Regions from separate parts of the Zea mays genome. Here region 2 is linked to region 1. The links are chromatin contacts, called in public Hi-C maps. All regions are on one chromosome and are shown on one strand. Each heading gives the region's core, a stretch centred on a gene start, on an enhancer-like site or on the middle of the called end of the contact. The rest is flanking DNA. Distances are from core to core; before and after follow the strand shown.

Region 1 (6,928 bases), core at 2,562-5,061:
CTGCTGGCGGCAGCTCCAGAGATCCCACGAGTTCCCAGGGCGCACGTACGTACCTTGGAAATTTCCAGCGAAGGTCTTGACTAGGTCATCCCAGCCGAAGATCTGCGCAGGAGGCAGATGCTCCAGCCAGGCCTGGGCAGCGTCGGAGAGGAAAAGGGGGAGGTTGCAGATGATGAGGTTGTCGTCGTTCGTTCCTCCCAACTAGCACGCCAGCCTGTAATCCGCGAGCCACAACTCCGGCCTCGTCTCCCCTAAGTACTTGGTAATGGTAGTCGGGGCTCGGAACCGGGCCGGGAACGGCGCCCGTCGTATGGCCCGGCTGAAGACCCGCGGAATGGTGGTTCGGGCGAGGGGCTCCGATCCTCCTCACTGTCGTAGCATCCCCTGCGCCTGGGGTGGTAGCCTCGGCACACCTTCTCCTCGAGGCGGGCTCGATGGTCGCGGCGGTGTTGCTCGTCACCGAGGCGATCCCGGGCTGCAAGTGTCCTGTCTCCTGTGTGCTCGGTGTGGACCGAGGCCTCGCACATGCGTCGGGAGGACGCTGCGTGATGCTCCGAGAGGCCTCCTCGCCTTTGGGAGGCAGAGCTCTCGGCTCGTCGGACAACGGCATTTTCCAGGAGGTCCTTGAGTTTGCCCTGGATACGTCGCCCCTCGGTGGTGGATGGCTCCGGCATTGTTCGAAGTAACATCGCCGCTGCAGCTAGGTTCTGGCCGGCCCCGCTGAAGGCCGGGGGCAGCCCTGCCCTGGCATCGTCAATAATACGGCGGTGGATGTCCCGGGCTCGATGACGCGCTCCTCCGGCGAGTGCTCGGCCAGCCCACTCCTGCTCGATGTTTTGTCGGAGCTGCATAAGTCGCCCCATTTCTTCGTCGAGCTTGGCCTACATCTCGCGGAGTTGCTCGAGCTGTGTGCCCTGACCCCTCACAGGGACTCGGACCACAGCTAGCTCCCGCGGGATCTCAACGCGAGACGCAGGCACAGGGGTGTCGTCATTTCCTGGCATGCCGAGGTGGTTGTCTTCGTCGTGATCCTCCTGATCGATGTGGAAACACTCGTGACTTGGATCGTAACCCTCGTCGTCAAGGCTGTGGCCATCGTCAGAGTAGCCGGAGAGGCAGTGGTCACATGCGGACATGAAGTCTCGCATGGCACTGGGATCACGGAGTCCGAAGAAATCCCAACTGAAGTCGGGGTCGTCCTCTTCCTCGGAACCTGCGGGTCCGGAGGTTGAGATGGGCGTCAACATGTCCCAAGTTGACCACATATGGTACCCCAGAAGGCCAGGATATGCCCTTGCGAAAGCGCTCGCCAAAGTGGGGTCGCTTGGTGGATCGAAGCTAAATCTAAAAGGAACAGGATGGGAAACAGATGGTAGCTCCTGGTCGATGGATGGTGGTGAAGTCGCATCGGGGATGGAATGCGCCGTTATCTCAGGTGCGAGACTAATGCCCGACAAGTCCTTCGCAAGGGTGCTGGCGTCATTAGTCCGCCTGGGGTTGGCACGTTGCTGGGAAGCGACACCCGTCGTTGTCTCAGGTGCGAGGATAACACCCGACATGTCTCCCGCAGGGGTGCCGGCGTCGTCGACTCGCTCTAGTCCGACAGTCGACGAGGTGCCACCTCTTGCCTGGCCATGGTTGCTCCGTCTCCTCCTCCTCCGGCGAGGAGGGTGGCGGGGCAAACTCGGGTGTTCCTCTTCCGCCACGGGGAGATGTCGTCGTCGAGTTCGCCTCCGCCGGGCGAGCCGATGACCGTCGTTGTTGTCGCACTGCGGGGGGGAGGAGTACCATGTCGTAGCTGCCGTTGGGGGACATGAACTCAAGACTCCCAAAGCGGAGCACCGTCCCGGGCCGAAGAGGTTGCTGAAGATTATGCATCTGGAACTCAACGGGAAAGTATTGCCAACACGCAGCTGGGTCCCTACCTGGCGCGCCAACTGTCAGCGTTTTGGACCCACGAGGACCCTCAACCGACTAGTGAATTTGATGCTGCGTGTCCCTGCCCAGATGGGTTGATGCAAGATGAAACACGAGAGGGGGGATGAGGCTTATATTATCTTGCACCGGGGTGCTCGTAGTAGGGGTTACCAGCTTCGCGGGAGAGGGTTTGGCCTTGGAGTGAGCCGTCTGAGTTAGGCTCCTTTACGTTCGCCCTCTTTTCCTCCCTCTGGGAAGGCCCCGGACATCCCCTTTTATAGATACAAGGAGATGATCCAGCTGTATATATGGGGGTGTAGCTATGCGCTAACGTGGCAGGCGGAGAAGTGCTTGAGCCCTGTAGAAGCGTAGCTGGCGGTGCGGCCCTGGGTCCTGCTGACGTTTCTTTGCCTTCATAGAGAGTTGAGAACAATCGACGTCATGGACGCATGCAGGGAACCATCATTACCTGTTGCCGGAGTAATCTAGATGGGACACCGGTCTTGTTCTTTCGTAGCCTGAGGCAGCTAGCTAGGGGTAGGGTAATAATGTATCCCCTGTGGCGTAGTCGGTCCGAGGCCGAGGTCGGGTGAGGCGGTGACTTCTCCCGAGGCCGAGGCTGAGGCTGAGGCCGAGGCCTGGGGTCGGGCGAGGCGGAGCTCCCTGTTGCGCCCGAGGCTGAACTCGAGGGAGGTCGTGACTTACTGTCGTTAGTTTTACCCTGGTGGTTGGCACAGTAGTCGGAACGGGGTGAATAGTGTTGTTTCCCTGTCAGAACGATCAGTAAAGGGGCGAAGTGACTGCGGTCATTTCGACCTTGCCAACTGAGGTGCGCGTGCCAGGATAAGGTGTCAGGTGATCCCCGCATTAAATGCGCATGCGATACGGTCGGTGGTAAGGCGATTTGGCCGAGGTTGCTGTACGACAAAATTTGCCCGAGCTTGGCCTCGGGTGAGCCGGGGGTGCGCCCACTGCTTGAGGAGGCCCTCGGGCGAGGCGTGAATCCGTCCGGGACTACTGTTCTTGCCCGAGGCCGGGCTTGGGTGAGACGAGATCGCGTCCCTTGGTAGATGAGGCTTTAGCTTTGAGCTGTGCTTACCAGTCTTTACGATCTGCTTTGAAGATGTTTTCCAGCCATGCTTAGAAGTATTGGGGTACCTCTAATTACGGTACCTGACAGTTTGTATGTTCAAATAATTTTACTATAAAAATAAATTTAAAGAGCTATCTAATGATACCTATTATGTACTATAAATATTAATATTTTTTATATAATGTGGTCAAAGTTATAAATATTTGACTTTTCGAAAAAATGAGAACGACCAATATTTATAGACAGAGAGAGTATAGACTAGTCTTAGAGATGGCAATGGGGACCCGATACCCGATTCCCCGCAGGGAATTCCTCTATTAGGGGATGGGGATGGGAAAATTTCTTCCCCCACAGGGATGTAAACGGTGGAAAATTCTCCCCCGACGGGTAAACGGGGACGGGGATGGAGAATCAATTCTCCATCCCCGTTCCCCGCGGGGACCCGTTAACTTACATGTGACAATGTTTTCATGTAATAGTTAATGATAAAAATAAATAATTACCTTGTCAAGAGATCATCTGTTGTACAAATACATTGATTTTAATGTGCACATAATGATTTTTACATCTAACAATGTGTATAAGTGACAATGTTTTACATTAATAACAAATGAAGTACGATTTAATTATAATTTAAGCGGAGATGGGGATCCCCGACCGGGATTTATCCCCGTGGGGAACGGGAAAGAAATATTCCCGCAAGCGTTCGTAGGGATCACTGCGAAAAAAAAATTTCATCGCGGGAATAGATTTGGTGAACTAAAACCCGACGGGAATTCCCCGTTGCCATCCCTACTTTTACTCATAGCCACACGAGGTCCACTCCAATATTCGTTCGTACTCCAGGATGAGACCCGTGACCAGGTCGTCAAAATCACATACTACTGTTCTTGCTAAGATGCCCATAGACTCCTTTTATAATATAAAGATAAAAGATGCCCATTGGGGTAAGGGATAATGACACGGTGAAGTGGAGTGGAAGACGACTCGGTGATTTATTCAGTAAAGGGCTAAAGGCTTACTAAAGGGAAATAATGTGGACCATTAAGTCATGGACAAGTTCCTTCAAAGTAGTAAGCACTAGCAATGTGATTAAGTCGTAAAGATATCTTTGAGTCATCATTGCTTCCACACTAATATCATTCCACTATCTATTTCTAACTTCATTCTATATATATAGTGTAATTTTCGTACAGCCTAAGGCACGACGAACTGCACTTTGACACGGCTTCCGGATGAAGAGCATCTTGACAAAAGTTAACAAACGCAACGCATGCTTACCGTGGATTCTCAAATCTCATGTGGGCCGGGAAACAAGATGGTTCTAGTTGTCCTTAGCTTTTGTTAATTAATAGATAGACATGCAGCTTTGTAACCAGAGATGCCAAGTGCATGCTACATAACGCATTATACAGTTTCCAGAAAGAGCCTAGAAGCGCGATGATACACATGTGACTTTCACCTTTTTTTTGTTTTTGTTGCTTGCGAACGAACGATGCTGTCGGCGCACACGTTAACGGTGGGGAAGCCGGTTGGATCTTAGCACATGTACATAGAAAAAAAAAATTGTAGGCAGAACTTATGTACAGTAAAGCTCGTAGAGCACCGGCTATTGCAGCATTCCCGTTGGCCATAACGATAAATCCACCAAATATTAAACATGTGAACATGGGCGACAGATCTGACCTGTGGATTCGTTATTACTGTATCGAACCTACTTGGTAATAAAGTATACATACAGCGCAGTACGCAGTTCGCTCTTAACTTTGACTCTGATGAGCATCATTTTTTAATCGTGTCTGATAAAAAAATGCTGGTTTACGCAAATGGTAGGGTAACCGATTTCACACAGACAACAAATTAAACCACCGTACTGGTCTGGTAGACAATTATTCTTTCTTTCCTGCCTGTGGTTTGGTCCTCTAGCTTTCACAAACGCACAAACGGTCCCATCAGTTCACATCATCTAAAACCAAAGTGGAACTGTATACAGGACAGGAATACAGTGTCCACATCTGGACCCGTCTGCGGTTTTTGCCTTGTGCCGTGCGCGAGCATCAGAGATAGTTTATGCGCTAGTGAGTGCGTGTCATCAATCTAGTTAAAACCACAAGGAGCGGAACCAGAATTAATAAAGGTACCACACCAACCTCTCCCCCACTTACTCTTACGCTTGCGCTGCCAAGCTCTCCGAGGTCCAACAATGGCTGCGCTGCTCTATCTCCATCCCTATCTCGCGGTTCTTCCACTTCTGATCTCCCCGATCTGCTCTGGCGCTTCGCCATGGCGAACCATGACCACCGGCTCGCACATGAGAGGAGAGGACCACGACAAGGTCACCCTCCTCTCGCCCGACGCTACCTTCTCCTGCGGCTTCCACGAGGTGGGCACGAACGCCCTCACCTTCTCCATCTGGTACACCCCCAGCGCCAGCGCCAGCGCCACCGAGAGGACCGTCGTCTGGACGGCGAACCCCTACTCCGCAGAGCGAGGCCAGCACTCTCCGGTGAACAAGTACGGCTCCAGACTGTCGCTGAACCGCGACGGCAACCTGGTCCTCACGGACACCAACGGGTCCACGGTGTGGGAGACCAAGACGTCGTCGGGCAGGCACACGACGGCCGCCCTCCTCGACAGCGGCAACCTCGTGATCCGCGACTCCAGCAGCGGCAGCAACAAGGTCGTGTGGCAGAGCTTCCGCTCGCCGACCGACACCCTGCTCCCCGGGCAGGAGCTGACCAAGGACACGAGGTTAGTCTCCGGCTACCACCACCTCTACTTCGACAACGACAACGTCCTGAGGATGCTCTACGACGGCCCGGAGATCACCAGCATCTACTGGCCGAGCCCCGACTACAACGCCCTCAAGAACGGCCGCAACAGGTTCAACAGCACCAGGGTAGCGGTCCTGGACGACCTGGGTACTTTCGTATCCAGCGACGGGTTCAGGATAGAGGCTTCGGATTCTGGTCCAGGGGTCAAGAGGAGGATCACGATTGGCTACGACGGCAACTTCAGGATGTACAGCTTGAACGCGTCGACGGGGGCGTGGCGCGTCACGGGGCAGGCTGTCATACAGATGTGCTATGTGCATGGACTGTGTGGGAGGAACGGGCTCTGCGACTACCTGGGTGGCCTCAGATGCAGATGCCCCCCGGACTACGAGATGGTCGATCCGACGAACTGGAACAGAGGATGCAAGCCCATGTTCTTGACGACCGACGACGGAAAGGAGTTCACCTTCGTTGAGCAGCCTCACGCTGACTACTACGGCTTCGACCTGTCCTCCAACGAGTCCGTCCCGTTCGAAGCCTGCCGGGACATGTGCTTGAACAGCAGCGCCTGCTTGTCGTTCACGTACAAGGGCGGGGATGGCTGGTGCTACACTAAAGGCCTACTCTACAACGGCCAGGTGTTCCCGTACTTCCCTGGAGACAGCTACATGAAGGTACCAAAGAGTTTCAACAGCTCGGCGGCCTACTCATCGATCTCCAACCAGAAAGAAGCCCTCACCTGTGGGCCGGCGGGTTCTGCTGAGCTGATGCTGGGACCGGCGAGCATGTACGGAACAAAGAAGGACAACATCAACTGGACATACCTGTACGTCTTCGCTGCAGTGCTGGGAGCTCTGGAGATGCTTGTCATCGCGACAGGCTGGTACCTGTTCTTCAACAAGCACAGCATACCCAAATCGATGGAGGACGGGTACAAGCTGGTCACAAACCCGTTCAGGCGGTTCACGTACCGTGAGCTGGCGGAAGCCACTGGGAAGTTCAAAGAAGAGCTCGGGAGAGGAGGCGCCGGGGTCGTCTACAGGGGAGTGCTTGAGGACAAGAAGGTAGTGGCGGTGAAGAAGCTTACGGATGTTCGTCAGGGAGAGGAGGAGTTCTGGGCAGAAGTGACCCTGATTGGAAGGAT
Region 2 (6,972 bases), core at 3,124-5,623, 150 kb after region 1:
ATTCATTTGTCGGAACCCGTCACCTTCGGGTTTTTCGGATCCTTGCCTACCGGACGGTCCGCGCCTGAGACCGGACGGTCCGAGCGGGGTCTCCGACGGTCCGCGCTTATCCTCCGGACGGTCCACAGTGCAGACTCGGATTTTTGCATTGGTTCTGTCCGAGGGTTATTCTTGTGTTGCGGACGGTCCGCCGCAAGGGCCCGGACGGTCCGCGCTTGGCCTGTTTTTCCAAAAAGCTTCTCCTGTCCGGAATAATCTACGGTATTCCGGACAGTCGATTTAGTATAGTTATAGATGAACCTTTGGCACCTGTAGAACATATAATCTAGAGCAAACTAGTTAGTCCAATTGTTTGTGTTGGGCGATTCAACCACCAAAACTATTTAGGAACTATGTGTAAGCCTAATTCCCTTTCACTCACAACACAACCCGACGAGTCCACAACTCAAATGGAGCTCTAGTTGCTATCACAAAGAATCAAATGCGCGGAATCGAAGTCTTGGTGCTTAGGAATGCTTAGAGAATGCTTGGTGTACTTCTCCATCCGCCTAGGGGTCCCTTTTATAGCCCCAAGGCAGCTAGGAGTCGTTGAGTGCATTCCAGGAAGGCAATTCTTGCCTTCTGTCGCCTGGCGCACCGGACAGTCCGGTGCACCAACGAACATTGTCCGGTGCGGATTTCTTTCCTTCTTTGGCGAAGCCGACCGTTGGCGCTTTGGAGCCGTTGGCGCATCGGACACTGTCCGGTGCACACCGGACAGTCCGGTGCCCCCTTCCGAACGTTGGCTCAGCCACGTGTCTCGCGCGGATCGCGCGGCCGACCGTTGGCCCGGCCAACCGTTAGCTCACCGGACAGTCCGGTGAATTATAGCCGTACGCCGTTAATCACTTTCCGAGAGCAGCAAGTTCGTCTGAGTCAGCCTGCACCACCGGACACTGTCCGGTGCACCCAGACAGAGCTGACTTTGGCTGAACAAAGTTATCTTTAATTTCAATTTGATTTTTCCTGTTTCTAGCACTTAGACACAATACATTAGTCTCTAAAACAATGTACTAAGTCTGAGAAACATACCTTTATACTTGATTTGTACTTTGTCCACCATTTAACACTTAAGCACTTGTGTTGAACACTAAATCAGCAAAATACTTAGAAATGGCCCAAGGACACATTTCCCTTTCAGTTGTACATACCCTTAGTACGCATGTCAAGTTGGAGGAAAATTTAATCAACTTAAATAACGTGGTTTAGTGGCCACCTATTGAGAAATGGAAATTAGGGAAGACTGAGCCACACGCGTGTGCTGAGCTTGGCTTGACGTATCAAGTCTGTAGGCTTTCAACGAATGGTAATGGATGCATTCGAATTCATGGCGTTAGTTACTATTAATGACTAAATTATTTTGGACATTTCTGATAACGGTAGATCCACCTTTCCGTGCACAGAAGTTAGAGTTAAGCAGACCTATGATTCTTAACTTTGTTTCTCATCCTTTCAAAACCGATAATTGAATACTATCAATAGAGGCATGAAAAACAAGTAAGCCCAATTAATAAAAAATCAATGTGACCTAAATCAATTTGTCTATGCAAAACACACATTAATTATAATAATCTAGTATTGCATTAATCACCAAAACCCAATTAGTAGCTTAGATGCTTTCAGTCTCTCTCTTTTGGGTGATTGACGACAACACAACGTCGAGTATGTGAAAGAAAGATTTAAGGTTTTCAAAGTACTTGATCTGCATGAACTTGTGTCGTTAAAACATGATGTTAGTGCAAGTTCATATAAATCAAGTCCACAACATGTGCTTTTATAAGAGAAAGGTTAAGCACATGTACATGATTAAATAAGCTCGTTTGAATCAAATATTATAAGAAATATCACAAATGAGCAAGTGTGACATGACATAATATAAAGGGAGTAGCACATGCCATGATATATCATACAGATGCAAATGTAAAGTATTATACAATGCATAAAGAAAATATGTATGCAACATATGAAGATATAAGAGTATTACACATAATGGTAGCAAATCATCCACCTATCACTCTCCCTATCCTCACATACTTCCCTCTCCCTCTTTAGCCGCAAGCACCCAAAACTACAAAACCTAAGGGCTCTCTAAAGGGGTCAACACAGTCATGTCAGACGCTGAGGTGTGCGGAGAAACCTCAAACTACATGAGTAGGGTATCCTCACATGTGCCGGAAGAAGGTAAAAACATGTAGGTTCTAGTTTGTTTTTTAGTTATTAATGCTAACATAAGGTTATTATGACTAATATGTGTTTTGCAAACATAAGGTAAGTTATGGTCACAATAATGCATGATGATTGGGATCGAGAAGTATCCATGCCTTTGTTGATGGATATTGATGATTAGTTTCTAAAGGACTATGCACATGTCGCGATTGTAAAAAGACTAAAACAATGACCATGTCTATAGAAAAATGTAGCAACATATAAACATCAAACTAGTTTTATTAAATTTTACACGAATTATATTTTGATATGCATTTTGTTTGAAGATCACCTAATTTGTTTCATTTAAAAATGGTTTGAACGACGAATTTTAGCTTATACAAAGCCAAAATGAGTTATAACTTGATACTCCCTCCGTTTCTTTTTATTAGTCGCTGGATAGTGCAAAATTGCACTATCCAGTGACTAATAAAAAGAAACGGAGGGAGTATGATGTACTACTACGTTGTCCTTGGTCTCCTGCGCTGCTATTTTTGTTTCGTGTCTTGAGTACAGGTACATACTGCATTAGTACAATACCTTCTGTATATTTTTTAAAAATTAAAAACATTTCCTAGTCCCGTGACTGTTACAATCTAAGACATGTAAAAGTCAACACATAGCTCTTGAAATCTTGATCCTGACGCCTTTGCGCGTGCATAACTGTATTGCGGGTCGTGGCCATTGAGCCACAAGCCCACATGAGAATGTACAATACAACCTAAAAAATAGCCCACAAATCGTAAGACGGTAAGAGCAACAACTCTATAATCAAATACTCTTTAACATTTTTAAATAATTAGGAGTAGAAATTTTAATGAAATACTCTCTAACCGTTTTTATTTAGTTATCTAAATATAAGTATCTTCTGCTTCGGATTTACAAGAATAAGATCGCTAGCAAATATAAAAAATAAACTAGTCAGATACCCGTGTATATATTGCTATAATTTCAATATATCACATTATATACTTTGCTTTAATAAAACACAAAAAATATGTATTCTATTTGTTAGATGAGTGCAAATATGGAGCCAACAACCAAAGTTTGAACCTTTACTGCTCTATAATTTTACCTTATTTTTGTATATAACGAGAAAGGAAAATGGCGACCATGAAAATCGATGCTTTATATAATAGAGAAAAGAGAAATTTCTTCTATATTTAAGATATAAAAAACTGTTATAGAGTAAACATATAAAAACGACTCTTACAAAAAAAACTCTTTAGACATGCTGCAACGGCCACTATCAGAACGTAGTGATCCATTGGATCACGATTTCAATGTTTCTTTAAAATTTAAGTGAACCTTTAATTAATTTAGTTTACAAATGAGTACAAATAAAACTTGATACTCCCTCTGTCCAGAAATGAAGTCGTCTGACTTTTTTTATGTTAAGTTTGACTGGTTTGTTTTATTCAAAATATTTATGAAGACTGAGAAAAAATCGGTTGATAGTTAAAGTAAATTGTATGTTAAACTAAATCAGAATAAAAATAAATAATAATTATAAATTCTTCTAAATAAGATGAGTCAGTTAAATTTAGTCTCAAAAAGTAAAAACGATATCCTTTCTCGAACCGAGGAGAGAGTATTAATAAATAGTTAAAATGTTGAGTACCGCCCCTATCATCCGTTCCGTGCGACCCCGCGATTGCGTCATTGCGGAACCGTTTGTCCGTGGCCGCCGCCGTTCACGCGTCGGCGTCACATGAAGCGCCAAGAACTTGCCGCCAGGCCACCACCAATTCACCATTTATCATCGTGCACCACCTGGACAGCGTGCGGACAGGCAGTAACACGTCTTCTCCAGCGAGGTGTATCCATTCCACCCCTCGCCGCGCCCCGGCACCGAGCCGGACGGCGGACGCCCTGGACCTCATGTCCTCCTGCTCACGTAATTGGAGCAACGGCCATTATCTGCTCCGTCGCGCACGCATGTTCTCATATTCCACGCGCCCCCGCCGGTCGTAACCACCGGGCAACCACCGCCCGGCTCACTCAGTACGCCCCGCCCCACCACCAGCTCAGCTCCAGCCGTGCGACGCTGTACCCCGCCCCCGCTTTCAGCCGAGCCCCTATATCAACCAACCCCACCACTCTCTACCCTCTGTACCCATCGCTCACTACGCGACCGCTAGCTACTCCGATCGGATCCTGACCACGCCCGCCTACCAGGCCACCACCACCACCACCACCCACAAATCCCCAATGGCGAGGCGCATCGCCGTGGCGGCAGCGTTCCTGGCGCTGGCCGTGGTGGCTCCCGCCGCGCTGGCGCAGGCTCCCGGGCCCGCGGCGACGCCTAGCGGGCCGCCGAACGTGACGGCGATCCTGGAGAAGGGCGGGCAGTTCACCATGTTCATGCGGCTGATGAAGGAGACGCAGCAGGACACGCAGCTGAACAGCCAGCTGAACAGCTCGTACGCCAGCAGCGGCGGCGGGTACACGGTGTTCGCGCCCACCGACAACGCCTTCAACAACCTCAAGCCCGGCACGCTCAACTCGCTGACGCAGCAGCAGCAGGTGGCGCTGGTGCAGGGCCACGTCCTGCCCCAGTTCTACAGCATGGACTCCTTCCAGACCGCCAGCAACCCCGTCCGCACCCAGGCCTCCGGCCGCGACGGGCCCTACACGCTCAACATCACCGCCACCGCCAACAACCAGGTCAACGTCTCCTCGGGCGTCGCCGAGGTCACCATCAACAACGCGCTCAGCGCCGTCAAGCCCCTCGCCGTCTACTCCGTCGACAAGGTGCTCCTGCCCCTGGAGCTGTTCGGGGCCAAGGCGCCCGCCGCCGCGCCCGCCGCGTCCCAGGGGAAGCCCAAGAAGGGCGGGTCCTCGGACGCTCCCTCCGGGTCGGCCGGTTCCGACGACGCCGCGCCCACGGGCGCCGCCGGCGCCAGGGTCGTCGGCTGGAGCTTCGCCGGCCTCGCCGCCGTCCTTGGCTGTCTGTTGTGAGAGTGAGACCGTGCGTCGTTTCTAGGGACGGACGGACGACAAGCTAGTTGAAGATGAGAATGCTATGCCCGGGTTCCCTTCCCCTTCTTTCTCTCTGTTTATTTAAACTTCTTTCATCTCGCTAGTTTCTTTAATTTGTACTATTGGTGGTTTGTAAGATTGGCTTATGTGATTCAATTTATGCGCCTGCCGCTGTTGATACTGCATCACTAGTCTTGAGTCATTTGTGGGTACAAAACTACAAATCCTTGTAAGAGGTCACATCCAGTGATCCATCATTTTCTTAGCTGCAGTGAAACGTGGTGCTTTTCTCTTGTTCGGTGGGACACAATGATCCAGAAAATTGACGCAACGTTTATTAGTTGGTCCAAATGTGTTCTCTGATTGATGGCATTAGACGTTAGTTTTCGGTTTTGGATTTATCAACGAATGGGGGTCAGTCAGGCTAGTAATGGAGTTGGTTGGTGCTGGTGGAACGGAGCGCAAAAGGTTTGGGCGAGCACGTGGTGCCAGGTTCGCTCGTTTGGTAATCAGTCGATTCTTCTTCCACTCAGGTACGGAGTACTCTGCAATGCAGGCTGCAGGGTCTTCGGTTGAATGCATCTGGTTTTCTGCGAAGCAGAAACTTTACCCAAATACAGTAGATTCAAATTGGGAAGCAAATCGATCAAATGGTATACCCAAATAGATTCCAAACAACGATACACGAATTATGAATTTATGATCGTCGATGGCCTGCTCTTGCTGGCTTGTTGCTCAGCTAAGACGCAGATCGTACCGTAGCCAATCCTGCACCAGGCATCTCTTCTCTGCGCTGTCATGGACTCAAGCGGGAGTATATACAAGTTGCGACGCGTCACTACTCTCAATCATCAGCGGCCAGCTAGCAGTGTCGGTACACTCCGTTTTGCTCAGCACGGACGATTGATTATCCAGCACGCATAGCTGGTAGGTAGGAGCCACTTTGGCACGGACCACCGGCGCTTTCATTTGATTCTTCTGATTTGACTAGGTGAGTGCCCGTGCGTTGCAACGGCAACTTATAAATATCATGATAACTTATATACAATAGGTAAATGTCCGTGCATTGCTACGAATAAAAATGTTATGATAAGATATATACAAACAATTGATCTCAATGCTATTTATATAAAAAAGAAAAAGAGTCGATCAGACGTCTTCTCACACAAATAGCTACATTTGCACGTGATATAATCCCAAAAAAGATATATCAACCTAGACAATATCACAAAATAGATTATTCCAATATTTAAACAAAACAAAAATGGTACAGATCACGCATTTGACGCAAGCTACCTTATATATTTCATTATCATTCACGATAAAATATCTAGAGCACTTCCATGCTTGATAAAGTTTGAAATGTATTCACAGGGAACATATTAGTATGTCTGTCTTTGTCGACACTCAATCGAATTGTTGATCCAACTTAGAACCAAAAACTATAACATGACATCCACTAAAAGATACCCATTAAGCCATGGATGCCTTCTTCAACTTGGCGAGCTCTTGCCTGATAGCACCACCCCTTTGTTTACATAAAGAAAAAAGTGTGAGCGAGCAATAGAAACAGTGCCAACACGAACTAAACATTTGATAGCGAGGTTCCTGACCTCGATCTTTGCCAGCATGACTTTGAACCTATCAAAGTCATCAAGTGCTGCTCTCCTCTTCTAGAAAATCTGCTTATGCCCATGAGTTGTCTCCTACTTAGTCTTCACATCTGAAAAAAAATAACAAAAGATC

What was found. A called contact is a pair of places that touch in the nucleus more often than the background predicts.
Region 2: a Hi-C map of ear shows a contact between it and region 1, with 1.7 times the contacts expected there. The contact joins the promoter of LOC100192072 here to the promoter of LOC103651376 in region 1. A contact is called at or near these places in 2 of 25 Hi-C or Micro-C datasets (ear and endosperm).

What each region holds. Positions count from the first base shown.
Region 1 is chr3:215,942,520-215,949,447 of Zm-B73-REFERENCE-NAM-5.0, forward strand. LOC103651376 (putative receptor protein kinase ZmPK1) reads left to right here and starts at 3,812. Exons shown (of 1, transcript XM_008677003.4): 1 at 3,812-6,928. The coding sequence starts at 5,214.
Region 2 is chr3:216,090,111-216,097,082 of Zm-B73-REFERENCE-NAM-5.0, forward strand. LOC100192072 reads left to right here and starts at 4,374. Exons shown (of 1, transcript NM_001137495.1): 1 at 4,374-5,410. The coding sequence starts at 4,456. The coding sequence ends at 5,205. It overlaps LOC103651380 (CBL-interacting protein kinase 17), which reads right to left. Exons shown (of 4, transcript XM_008677006.4): 3 at 6,840-6,949; 4 at 6,434-6,754.